Regions from separate parts of the Danio rerio genome. Here region 2 is linked to region 1. A link is a contact called in public Hi-C data. All regions are on one chromosome and are shown on one strand. Each heading gives the region's core, a stretch centred on a gene start, on an enhancer-like site or on the middle of the called end of the contact. The rest is flanking DNA. Distances are from core to core; before and after follow the strand shown. Region 1 overlaps magi1b (membrane associated guanylate kinase, WW and PDZ domain containing 1b). Region 2 overlaps magi1b (membrane associated guanylate kinase, WW and PDZ domain containing 1b).

Region 1 (7,100 bases), core at 3,995-6,494:
AAGAAGGACATTCAGCACAACTCTGTATAATCATTGCAAAATATGCAGATCTTGCAGAAGAAAAACATTTGTTTCAGGAATACAGTGGGACAGAAGTATGTGTGTTTGTTATTCTGCTCGCGTCTGTTTTTCGGCTCCACACTGCCCTCTCTGTTTCCCTCCATCACACTGGGCACTGTCGCCATGGCGACGCTGCTCAGGGCAGCACTGAACAGGCCAAGATGCTTCAGTGCAGCGCCCCCTGCTGGTGCTCAACTCAGCTAAACATGTACAGGGTATCAACCTGTGGCCGGTGTCAGACAGTGCAAACATTTAGCATATGAATTTTATTAATTATCAACGTGTGTGGAAAAAATGAAAATATACAAGTATATATAATAAATATATACTTAAATATATAGTATATATTTAGTATATATATATTTAGTATATATATATATATATATATATATATATATATATATATATATATATATATATATATATATATATATATAAAATAAATAGCAAAAAAAGCTTTCAATTTAAATAAAATAATGTTAATAATGATGTTAAAAATTGAATATTTTTTTTTATTATTTATACTTTTAACATTATTAGCTTTAAAGATGTAGAATAAGGTAGAGAATATACATTTTAAACTTCTGGAATTCATACAAATACTGTTTAAACACACAAAAAGTTTTTCTAAAATTGATTATCTAACAAACTAATTATTCATTTCCTTTAAATTGCATTTTTAATTGTACAATTTAATTTTATTTAAAACAATTTACAATTATTAGTTATTTTTATTGAAATTGTATAATATGAAATGATAATTTGCCAATGTAGCAGCAGTCACAATCAATGCCTTATTTCTGAAAATAAACACCCTGCTTGTGTCTAAATTTATGACAATAGCATATCGGAGCATATCATCATTTATCCTGTGGATCTGAAATGACCACAGCAGATAAAAAACACAGAGACGCTTTACAGCCTCCTGTAGCAAGTGAAATTGTTTACCATGTTTCAGATTGCTTTTATTGATTGCCAGCATCTGAGCAGAAAATTACAGAAAAATCATTCATGTCAGACATGCACTGTTGATCAGAACTTTATATTAGCCCTCTCTGACACTGGCTTTTTGCTCCTGTCCGACGCTTTTCAGTGTGGATGTTGCTTTTAAGTTTGACTACAGTTTCTTTTTTTAATCATAATCATTCATAATTTATGCATTTATTGTATCTCAATTGAATATATGCATTTCGTTTTCCATTTATTTTATCATTTTATCATTTTGGACAATTCATTTCATTAATTATTTAAATTTTTAAAAATAGGACCTTTTTAATACTAAATGTAAATAATAAAAATGTTCTAAGAATAATTAAATAATTAACTAAATTGTAAAGAATTATTATGTAATATAAATTAATTCATAATAATATGAGCATCCGGTTAATAATTCATGAATTTAAATTAAATAATATATATATATATATATATATATATATATATATATATATATATATATATATATATATATATATATATATATATATATATTTTTGGTTTATAAATAAAAGAAATTACATAACAAAACATTTGAACTGAATAACTGTTAAAATAACATTTCAAATATACAGCAGACCAACTATTAGATCTCCAGTGAATTTTTATTCTTTTTTAAATATTTGGGGGAAAAAAGGATATTTTTACAGCATTTCATATAATTTTTTACTTTGGCTGAAATAAAAGCATTTACATTTTTCAAAAACAATTTATGATTAATATTATTTGCTCCCTTATATTTTTTGTTGTTATCTACAGAACAATCCACATGTTACCCAAATATTTATTTAAATTTACAGGGACATGCACGACAATACATTGACCTTAAAAAGGAAATATGTAATGTGCCAATGTTTAACAAAAACTGATATTTTTCACCTGCAGTTGACATAATAACTTATAGATAAGCCTTTTACATTGTAAAGACACAATAAATTAGTTATTAGAAATTACTTCCGAACTTATCATATTTAAAATGTGTTGAAAAAAATTGTCTTTCCATTAAACACTTGGAAAATATATTTAAATACATCTAGCACAATTCCTTATCATTATATGCTTCATATATACAGTCCAGCACATGAAACTGCTGCGGAAGCGAGTTTTGTGAAAGATTATGAGTGCAGCATTAAGAGCTGCCGTGAAGTAACACAATTAAACAGCACAGCCTATTAACACTGCTAGACTGCATTCAGTGCTTGATAGAAATGGCTGTTAAAGCAGCTTAGCATCATTGTTTGTCCTCCTACAAATATTTGCTCATTAGGACAAACCGACTTAAATCTTTCGGAAGTCTGGCTCTTTCAGGACACACCAAAGCTGATTTAACACAACCAGCATCAATGCATTGCCCAGGGATGTGACTGTCAAACACTGGTGCTTCTTTACAGTAAACAAACTTCTTTAATTCATGTACTAACCTGAGGCAGTATATATATATATATATATATATATATATATATATATATATATATATATATATATATATATATATATATATATTGGTGGGGACTGGGAATGACTGAATAAAATCCCCCCACACCCCCACCAAGAATGAATATTGTTTATATATGCTGCAGGATCTGCAGATCTGCAGAGTGGATGCGCGCGTACTGAAGAGCGGTGTTATCGCGCGCGTACTGAAGAGCGGTGTTATCGCGCGCGTACTCAAGAGCGGTGTTGTCGCGCGCGTACTCAAGAGCGGTGTTGTCGCGCGCCTACTGAAGGGTGGGACCGAAGGTGTGCCGCGTCGCGGGGGCACTTTTGATCATTTTGGAGGGGCACTTTCTATCCAAGACTAAAAAGGGCATGTGCACTGCACAGGATGAGCCCTATGTGTGCACGTGCCTTTATATATATATATATATATATGTATATATATATATATATATATGTATATATATACATACACATACACATACATATCCGTCCACCGTCCACCCTAAATCTACGCCCCTGATATATATATATATATATCTATATCTGATATATATATATATATATCCCCTGATATAAATATATATATATATATATATATATATATATATATATATATATATATATATATATATATATATATATATATATATATATATGCAGGCGACGGTAGTGCTGTCGCCTCACAGCAAGAAGGTCGCTGGTTCGATCCTCGGCTCAGTTGGCGTTTCTGTGTGGAGTTTCCATGTTCTCCCTGCGTTCGCATGGGTTTCCTCCGGGTACTCCGGTTTCCCCCACAGTCCAAAGACATGCGGTACAGGTGAATTGGGTAGGCTAAATTGTCCGTAGTGTATGAGTGTGTGTGTATGTATGGATGTTTCCCAGAGATGGGTTGCAGCTGGAAGGGCATCCGCTGCGTAAAAACTTGCTGGATAAGTTGGCGGTTCATTCCGCTGTGGCGACCCCAGATTAATAAAGGGACTAAGCCGACAAGAAAATAAATGAATGAATGAATATATATGCACAAAATTTGCATTAGTCTACAACAATAACAACTGTTATCTGAAAAAAAATAAAGATTTTATAAAGATTTTGGTATAATCTCCAGCTCTAGCTTGAATTAAAAAATGAGTTCTGCTTTAACTTGATCAAGAACAGTAGCTACAGAGTTGTCCATGTTATATGCAAAGAAGTCTAAGACACAAAATAAAAAAAATAAAAATAAATCAATAAAAATGTAAATAAAGAGAAAGTAAATAGCAAATAATGCAAAAAAGTCAAACAAAAAAGTAAAGGGATATTAAAATTAATAATAATATTAAAATAACAAAGATATATAATATAGAACAACTAACTAAATTATTCAAAACAAATGATTTAAATAAAAATTATAATAAAACAATGCAACAAATAAAATGTATGTAAATTAAAAATAAATACATTTAATTAATGTGCAGTAATTAAATTTAAATTAGATTAAATTTAAATTAGGGATGCTCGTTTCGGTTAATTTTCCCAACCGACAGTGGCCGCTCATTAACTGAATATTAACCATTAACCTAATAAATTAATTAATTAATAAATAACTGATGTGTGTATTGTGTGTCTAACACATTAAATAGGCCTATTGCATTTTAAAATATTGAATTGTAGCACAGAACAACACAAAACATCTAAACAACCGAACATCATCAAATCTTCTTTCTCCTGCAGTGTTTTCAACAGGATTTTTTTTCATTGTTTTTTCACTTTATCAGCCTGTATCTTAAAATAGAACAGTGCATTTCAAACTTATTTTGCCAGATCGGGTCAAAAATAATAATAAATTTTAACCATTAATTAGTTAAAAATGCATCCTTTTGGTTATTGGTTAAAAAGTTAATATGAGCATCCCTAATTTAAATATAATATATATTATTTTAATAAAATAAACAGAATACATTATTTCATATATTATATTATTTTAGAATATTTATATTATTTTGTTATAAAAAATAAAAAAGTATGGTAAACATGTACATTTTGGTTTATACAAAATTATTTATAAATATTAATTCAAATAATTTGACAATTATTTGAAATAAAAAGTACATAAAAATAAAATATAAACATATACATAAAATTATGAATTCCCCCCAAATTATTAATTCCCCAGGCCTAAGTTAAATGTCACTTTTCATAAAAAAATAAAAAAATAAATAATTAACGAAAATAAATAGATAGATTTCTTGGATTAATTCAATTCAATGAACAATACTTAATAACCAAATATCTCAAACACAACTGTTAGCTCCACATACGGCATCTTCTCCTCCCAAAAAGCTCTTTTCATTCAAACCAAAACACAAAAGAGCCCTGAACTTTTTAGTACACCGCTGTAAACCCTTCACCTCCTCACTCTCCTTCCTTCCCCTCAGCTTCCTCAGCACATTTCTGTCTCCTGACTTCATTCATTCCCTCAGTCCCTCATCCCGGTGTTTTCTCCTCCTTCATGTGACGCCACCGCTGTGTTTGCTGAAAGCCCGACCCTGAGCCCCTGCAGGGAAAAACAGCCCCCCCAGCAAGTTCACTCAGGAGTCAACATGGCAGACATTACAGCACCACCAGCAGAGCAGCCTTTGATTTCACCATTGATTTCTCATTCTGCTGATGCTTCACTGTAACCAAATGAAGCACGTGGAGCCCTGAAGGAGAGCAGATCTGATCTGATCTGACTGAGAGAGCAGAGCTGCAGCAGAGCAACAGCAACACTAGGGGGAGACACTGAACACTGGCTACATGCATTTATCACCTGATTTAATTCCTCACACAGATGGTTAGTGTATGAGCTTCTGACATAAAAATATGCATGATGACCTATGTTAAATGTTTCTGATATGTACAATAAAATGGATTGAGTTATAATAATAATACTACTACTAATAATAATAAAATCAAATAACACTTTAATTATAAAATATATATAAAACTAAAATTACAAAACTAAATTTGAAATAAAACAATGATTTTTTACTCAAATAAATAGGCAAACAGATTATTATTATTATTGTTATTATTATTTTTATTATTATTATTATTATTATTATTATTATTATTATCATTATTATTATTATTATTATAAATGAACATAATAATAATAAATCTGTTATTTATGACATAAAATGATTAATAATAATAATAATAATAATAATAATAATAATAATAATAACAATAATAAATATGATAATAATAACAAAAAAACTAAGAAAAGCCTTCTAATAAATTAATGACAATAAAAGTAAATAGAGTGATGAACGTAGCTGGAAAAAATACAGCAAAAGCAAACACTTTCCAGATATTAAGTTATTCAAAATAAAAATACAATAAAAAAAAAGTTTAAAAAAAAATTTAAATGCAAGATAAATATATAAAAGTATTAAAACTAAACTAAAATAAATCGAAAAGTTAAATGAAAATGATATTTAAAATTTAATTAAATTATTTTTAAAATAAATTAAATGTAAAATAAAATAGAAATAAATAAATAAAAATTTCATTAAATTATACTATATTAAATTAAAAATAAAATAAAAAATTTATTTTATTTTATTTTATTTTATTTTATTTTATTTTATTTTATTTAATACTACTTTGGAATGACAGTAGACAGGATAGGTTTTATCCATCCTGTGTGCATATTTCACAACCTAAGAGAAGCTGTTTGTAGTCAAATAAATAAATAAAAAAATATATGTAGTATAGCATAAATAAATTGTGATGATAATATCGTAGATAAGAACTCTCCTTCACCACTGTCATGCCCCACAGCTCCATCAAACACTTCTACATCTGGGACTACTGCTATCACCTCCAGACTTTTCCTTCATCCGTCCTGGCGTTTTCCTGTGATTCTCTGCTCTCGGGCCGCTCCGACCCTGGAGCTGATGTCCATGACCCAGTTTGAGCAGCGCTGATGCTGATGCTGAGTCACAGACCGGTGAAGGTGAAGTTCTCCACATCAGGCCACATCTGCCTGAATCTATATTTAGCACGATAACTCACTCAAGCGGCCCCGTCATTTAACTACATTCACAAGCAGAGAGAGAGAAAGAGAGAGAGAGAGAGATAGAGAGAGACACTATATACATGCACATCATAAACATAGGCTTAGGCAACTTCCCAAACAAGTCTTTGACACACTAATCTAACAGTGGCCCACATGCAGCCCTGATCCTGTGCAAACTATGTGCTACGTAATATTGATACAGTAATACAGCAGGGTATAGGTGATGTTAAATAGGTTTTAAACTTAAAAAAATAAGTTTTAAAATAGGTTTTAAACTTGTCTTTATGAACCAACAAAATGAGCCTAGAACAAATCATGAATCCAATGAGCATGAGGAGAGAAGGAGATCTTTAAATAAGAGATCAGAGTAAAAAAATAAAACTGTGGCATATGAAGGTGAAAAGATTTTATAAACATACCAAAACAAAAGCAACAACAACAAGACAGACATAACACAGAAATAATTAAACATATAAATAAAAGAGAACAAAACAAAAATTAAGTCAAATAAAACAGAACAAAATACTAAAAGAAAAGCTTAAAACTTACCATAAAAAAGAAA
Region 2 (6,279 bases), core at 1,478-3,977, 68 kb before region 1:
TTCTTGTCCATTCTCTTCAGGGAGCATTTCTTTGGAGATTTACAGTACTGGTTTGTGAATGTTTTAATCCATCAATAAAATGTGCAATTTATTATTTTGATTTATGCAAACAATATATGATTTCAGTTAGCAAAACAAGTGTTGTATGACTTGTTATACAGGTTTATATGTAGACAATAAGGCACATACAGTTGAAGTCAGAATTATTAGCCCCTCTTTGAATTTGTTTTTCTTTTTTAAATATTTCCAAAATTATGTTTAAAAGATTCAGGAAATGTTCACAGTATGTCTCATAATATTTTTTCTTCTGGAGAAAGTCTTATTTGTTTTATTTCGGCAAGAAAAAAGCAATTATTAATTTTTTAAACACCATTTTTAGGACAAAATTATTAGCCCCTTTAAGCAAAAAAATTTTTCGATAGTCTGCAGAACAAACCATCGTTATACAATAACTTGCCTAATTAGCCGAACCTGCCTAGTTAACTTGATTAACCTAGTTAAGCCTTTAAATGTCACTTTAAGCTGTATAGAAGTGTCTTGAAAAATATCTAGTGAAATATTATTCACTGCCATCATGGCAAAGATAAAATAAATCAGTTATTAAAAGTGAGTTATTAAAACTATTATGTTTAGAAATGTGTTGAAAAATTTTTTCTCTCCGTTAAACACAAATTGGGGACAGGGGGCGAATAATTCAGGGGGGCTAAAAATTCTGACTTCAACTTTATATTTAAAAATTGTATAAATGCTGCACTATTTGGCAGTTTACATTCCATAATATATTTCATTAATATCACTGCTTTAAGATTTACTAGTAGTTTTAACTGTAAAAGTGTTTAAACAAAAATGGGGCTCCCAACGTTTTTTAGTACAGTACAAAAATGGTGCAAGCTTATTTGCCAATATTAGATGGAAGGCTCTGAAAAAGCTTATACATACACTCTCCTTAATAAAGCGGTTAAAAGAGGGCTTAAAACATCTATTCACCTAACATTTAAACATTATGGGAATGTCTCTCTCATCTACTTGTAATCTAGTCGACCAAGACATATCTTAAAACCAGTTGTAAACAAGGCCAAAGTGTTGAAAAATGTACAAACTCAAAAATAATAAACTAAATTTAACCCTGTATTAAGTATTGCCGTTCACTTAAAAAACGTATCTTAAAAGGTCAGTTTACACACAAATGTAAATTCTGTCAACATTTACAAGCCTCTGACTTCTTCCAAACCATCTGAGGTTTTTTCTGTTCAAAACAAAAGAAGATATTTTGAAGAATGTTGGAAACCGGCAACCATTGACTTCCATAGTCTTTGTTTTTCCAACTATGGATGTTAATAGTTACTGGTTTCTAAACATTCTTTAAAATATTTCTTTCATGTTCTACATAACAAAACAAAAATGGTTTGGAAGAAGTCAAGGGCGAGTAAATGAAATATAAATTATTTTTTAATGAACTATCCTTCTATGGAACTAATAATATGCCAAAACAATCTGAATTTAAATTGTGTTAATTTCAATTATTGACAATTGTAATTTAATAAATCAGAATTTTTATCTGACTTTTCGGTAATCATCTACACTTCACCGTTGATCACCCCTGACCTACTGTCTGCTGAATCTGAATTGCACAATCTGAATTTCTGGTTTTGAATTTTAGGTTATTGAATCAGTCTGAATTTCTTCATCTTGAAAACTTGAAACTTTACTTTTACAAACGGGACATCTGCAGTCGATGAGTTTGAAAATACGTCTATAAAAGAAAATCAGCCTTGAAAAACTCAGTTGTTTTTAATTTCAGATGTTCAATATTTAAGTTTTGAAATACAAATTCAAATTCATTCATAGATTTTCTAGTCGGCTTAGTCTCTCCATTAATCCGGGGACGCCACAGCGGAATGAACCGCCAACCCATCCAGCAAGTTTTTACGCAGCGGATGCCCTTCCAGCCGCAACCCATCTCTGGGAAACATCCACATACACATTCACACACACACTCATACACTACGGACAATTTAGCCTACCCAATCCACTTGTATCGCATGTCTTTGGACTGTGGGGGAAAATGGAGCACCCGGAGGAAACCCATGCGAAGGCAGGGAAAACATCCAAACTCCACACAGAAACGCCAACTGAGCCGAGATTCGAACCAGTGACCTTCTTGCTGTGAGGCGACAGCACTACCTACTGCGCCACTGCCTCGCCCAAATTCAAATTAAGAAATTCAAATTCAAAAGGATTTTTAATGTCATATGAAAATTCAGATTTGTCAATTGTCAATAATTCAAATTAACACAATTCAAATTCATATTGTTTTGGCATATTATTAACTCCCTATCCATCTAATACCAGGTGACAATGCCAAAGTAATCAAAAGCGGTCAGAAAAATCAGTAAAACCAGCATTAAATCTCATGAACAAAAACACATCTTACCAGTTGCAAACAGGGCCATTAATTTGCATTTCAAAACAACGAAATGCACCTACTTTAATGTTTAACCATTTCCACAATCTGTACTTACTGTTGCCTATTAGTAATCAGACCGCAAGCCTGTAAACACCTCAGTTCGACACAAAAAATGCACCTCATTCAACACTGTTGTGAAAGTTGGCATCGCATAACTGTCCGATCAATACATAAGGACAGCTAGAGTCCATCTTGCTGCTTTCTAACACAAACAAACCCCTCCGCCACAGCCAGATGGCGCTCTTTCCCCCTTTCCTTCCTGAACGGGCAATGGCGAAGGAAGAGGAAAAGCAACAAAGAGGCATCACTCACTCATCTCTTCCTCCATGTGCCAGACACAAATGCAAACAAAGCGTCTCAGTGCTGACCTGTGAAGCTGCTGTTCATTTCAGGAACCTCGTCATCATCCTCAGTCTCTGTAGGCACTATTCCAGCATTTTGCATCTCATTGTAGGACTTGGTGCGACGCGGGGTGGACGGCTGGGATCCGGGAAGGCTGTCTTGAAGAGCATCGCCAGTGATCACTTTGCCACTAGGGGGCTTAATAGGCGGCTTGGGTGTGCCATAATAGTTACCTAGAAACAAGAGGATATTGGCAGAATTCAAGGAAAGACATAGGGTGGATAGGATGATTCCAAAATAATAGTTGTCACTATATTTCCCCAGTTGATTGATTACATTATTTGATTTTTTTTAAATCCTATGTTTAAGTTTGCAAATGAGGAAGTGTTTTATTAAATATAAGATTTCATTTGTCAATTTTCATTTATTTTTTAACATGTTTGAGTCAAATTTCTTTTAGTGCCTCATAATTCAAAAAACACTGCAAACAGCCAGAAAAAGTGGAATTTGTAGAATAAAAATGTTGTACTGTAATACAGTTGAAGTCAGAATTATTAGCCCCCCTGTTTATTTTTTTATTCAATTTCTGTTTATTGATAAGAAGATTGTTTCAACACATTTCAAAACACTCGATTTTGAGAGTTTAGACCAGATTTATCATCCTCACATTTCAACTCATTTCTAATCACTGATTTATTTTATCTTTGCCATGATGACAGTAAATTATATTTTACTACATACTTTTAAAGACACTTCTATACAGCTTAAAGAGACATGTAAAGCCTTAACTAGGTTAATTAGGCAAATTAGGTTATTTTATAACGATGGTTTGTTCTGTAGACTATCGGAAAAATCTAAAGGGGTTAGTAATATTGTCCTTAAAATGGTTTTTAAAAAACTTATAACTGCTTTTATTCTAGCCTAAATAAAAAAAAGACTTTCTCCAGAAGAAAAAATATTATCACTCATCCTGTGAAAGTTTCTTTGCCCTGTTAAGCATCATTTAGGAATCAAAGGGGGACTAATGATTCGGACTTCCACCGTTTATAGAGGAATGAAAACATGGAATGAATGCCTTCAGACATTACATGCTTTGTAACAAGTAAAATGAGGCTTTAAAAAATTGTTGAAAAAATATTTAATAGCACAATATTAAGTGGATTGTTGATCTGGATGTTATGTATGAATTTGTTTTTTTGTTTGTTTTTATTGCACTTTGTTGTTATGAATTAATGTCATTTTGTTCTGTGCTCGATGGACCCCAGGAAGAATAGCTACCTTGTTAGTGGCTAATGGGGATCCTGATAAAAATAAAAATAAATAAATAAATAATAATATACAGGGTTTCTACAGGTTTCAAGTCAAATTTAAGACTATAATGAATAAAATTTCAGACTTACACAAGGGTAAATGCTGAAAAAAACTATTTTAAAGCCCAAAAGTTAAAGTTAAAATCTATTTTAAAAGCAAATGTTATTTTAGAGAAGATAATTAAACCATATTAATGATTAAATAGAGTTAATAAATAAACGCTTCTTAAAACTTTTATTGAAATATATTATTAGTGACTTGATGGGTGTTTGGTATAGCTTTACATAAACATAGGTAAATTAAGACCTGTAAAAATGATTTAAGATCTACAACACAATATTTCAGTATGACTTTTTAAGGACTAAAATTAGATTTTTGAAATTTAACCTGTTAAAGTCAAGTGTTATTTTGGTGTTTCCGCCTGGATTTTGCCTATACCCAAATTCAAAAGCTTCCTAAATCAACAAGCAGAGGTGTAAAAGCAAAAGTTTGCTATCATTTTAAAGAAAAAGCTTTAAATAGTCAAAAAACACTGTTGAAAGTAATTAAAATAGTTGTATATGTTGTTTGTGTTATAATAAACACCTCCAAAAAAGAGGGGCTTTTTTTGTAAAGTCAAATTTGAAAGTGTACCTTTTAGGTTCTGTGTGGTCTAGGTTGCTATAATTAAGGTTGTTGGTTCCTGTACATGTCAGTAATCATAGGAACAAAGAAAGATGTCTCCATCAAAATCTATGCAAAAGTTATTCTATTCCAAATGATGAGAGAATGGAACCACTAATGAGAGTATTGGGCAAACGGACCTTTAAAATTTTCATTTAGTTTTTTTTTACACATTTGAGTCAAACTCTCTTTTAGTGCTCCATAATTCAAAAAACATTGCAAACCGCAAGAAAAAGGAAATTTGTAGAACAAAATGTTGTATATACAGGGGTTCAACAGGTTTAATTAAGTCAAATTTAAGACTATTTAGACCTTATTAAGATCATTTTAAGACCATAATAAATGAAATTTCAGACTAACACAAGGCTAAATGCTAAAAAAAATTAAAGCCCAAGTTAAAAACAAATGTTATTTTAAGGAAGACAATTAAACCATATTAATAAGTAAATTAATAAGTAAAAGTAAGAGTTAATAGATAAATGTTTATTAAAACTTTTATTGAAATAGACATAGTAATAGGAAAATTATGGACAAAAAAATGGACATAAGAAAATTAAGAGCCGTTTCAAATGATTTCAGACCTACAACATAATAGTTCCTAAAATTTGTTTTTTGTTTCTGAAATTTAAGATATTTTAAGACTTTTTTAAGATACCCTTATATAACCAGCCAAAACACACATACACACACACACACTGTACTGTATGTGTTAAACTGTTAAAAATACCGTTAGATAAAAACATGCCTTTAAAATAAATACTGTAATTGAAATCTAAAGTCACAACTTGATAAACTGCTTATAATTAATTAATGAATTAATTAATTTATTTAATTATTTATTTTATGCCATAGCAGCAGCATTAGCTATATTCATGGCAAAAACTATACTAAATATACAATATATAACATACAATCATATCAGTTTCCTACAGAAACAAACAAAAAGAACATACACATAACATTTGAGTCATGTACAACATTTTAGTTTGATTAATGATATTGAATTTTCTAAAATTCCTCCAGAAGACACCTTTTCAAACATTTCCCTTAAAATATGCTTGAATACTGTTAAAGGCTAAAAAAGAAACGCAAAAGGTGTATTCTCGATGTTTCTTTCTATTACACTAAAAAACATAATTAAAAAAATATATGAAAATAAAAAACTAATCACGAAAAAGATGCATAAATCACAATGTTTTGTGTCACCTTATGAAGAGAGCTTCAGCAAACTAGTCTATTATTTATGAAAATAAATGAGTGCTTGTCTTCATGACGTCAATGCAAGTTTAAATGAAGGTAATAGTATCTGTGTGTCTGGACAACAGACTGTATTGCTTAAGGGCACAATGGACAGAGCTGCTGTCTGGCGGGAAGATTCATTAAATGAGAGTAATATGTTTATAATTTAGCCACAGCATGCAGATTGATCAACCTTGATTTGAATTATTAGGAAATTTATTTTGATGAAATGTAACGGCAGCAGAGTAGAAGTAATC

What was found. Hi-C and Micro-C count contacts between places; a contact is called where the count stands out from the background.
Region 2: a contact with region 1 is called in a Hi-C map of gastrula embryo, with 2.9 times the contacts expected there. The contact joins two enhancer-like sites. A contact is called at or near these places in 8 of 18 Hi-C or Micro-C datasets (caudal fin, embryo, gastrula embryo and 2 more) and 1 of 4 datasets of contacts at active chromatin or transcription factors (gastrula embryo).

Annotation. Positions count from the first base shown.
Region 1 is chr11:21,042,280-21,049,379 of GRCz12tu, reverse strand. All of the region lies in intron 1 of magi1b (membrane associated guanylate kinase, WW and PDZ domain containing 1b), which reads right to left. Among named protein-coding and RNA genes, the nearest start is that of magi1b, 80 kb to the right of the region's middle. Within about 2 kb of position 5,244, at least 11 of the 62 cell types and tissues checked have an H3K27ac peak or open chromatin away from gene starts, as enhancers often do.
Region 2 is chr11:21,108,384-21,114,662 of GRCz12tu, reverse strand. magi1b (membrane associated guanylate kinase, WW and PDZ domain containing 1b) reads right to left here. Exons shown (of 22, transcript NM_001007063.2): 4 at 2,836-3,042. Among named protein-coding and RNA genes, the nearest start is that of rhol, 79 kb to the left of the region's middle. Within about 2 kb of position 2,727, at least 21 of the 62 cell types and tissues checked have an H3K27ac peak or open chromatin away from gene starts, as enhancers often do.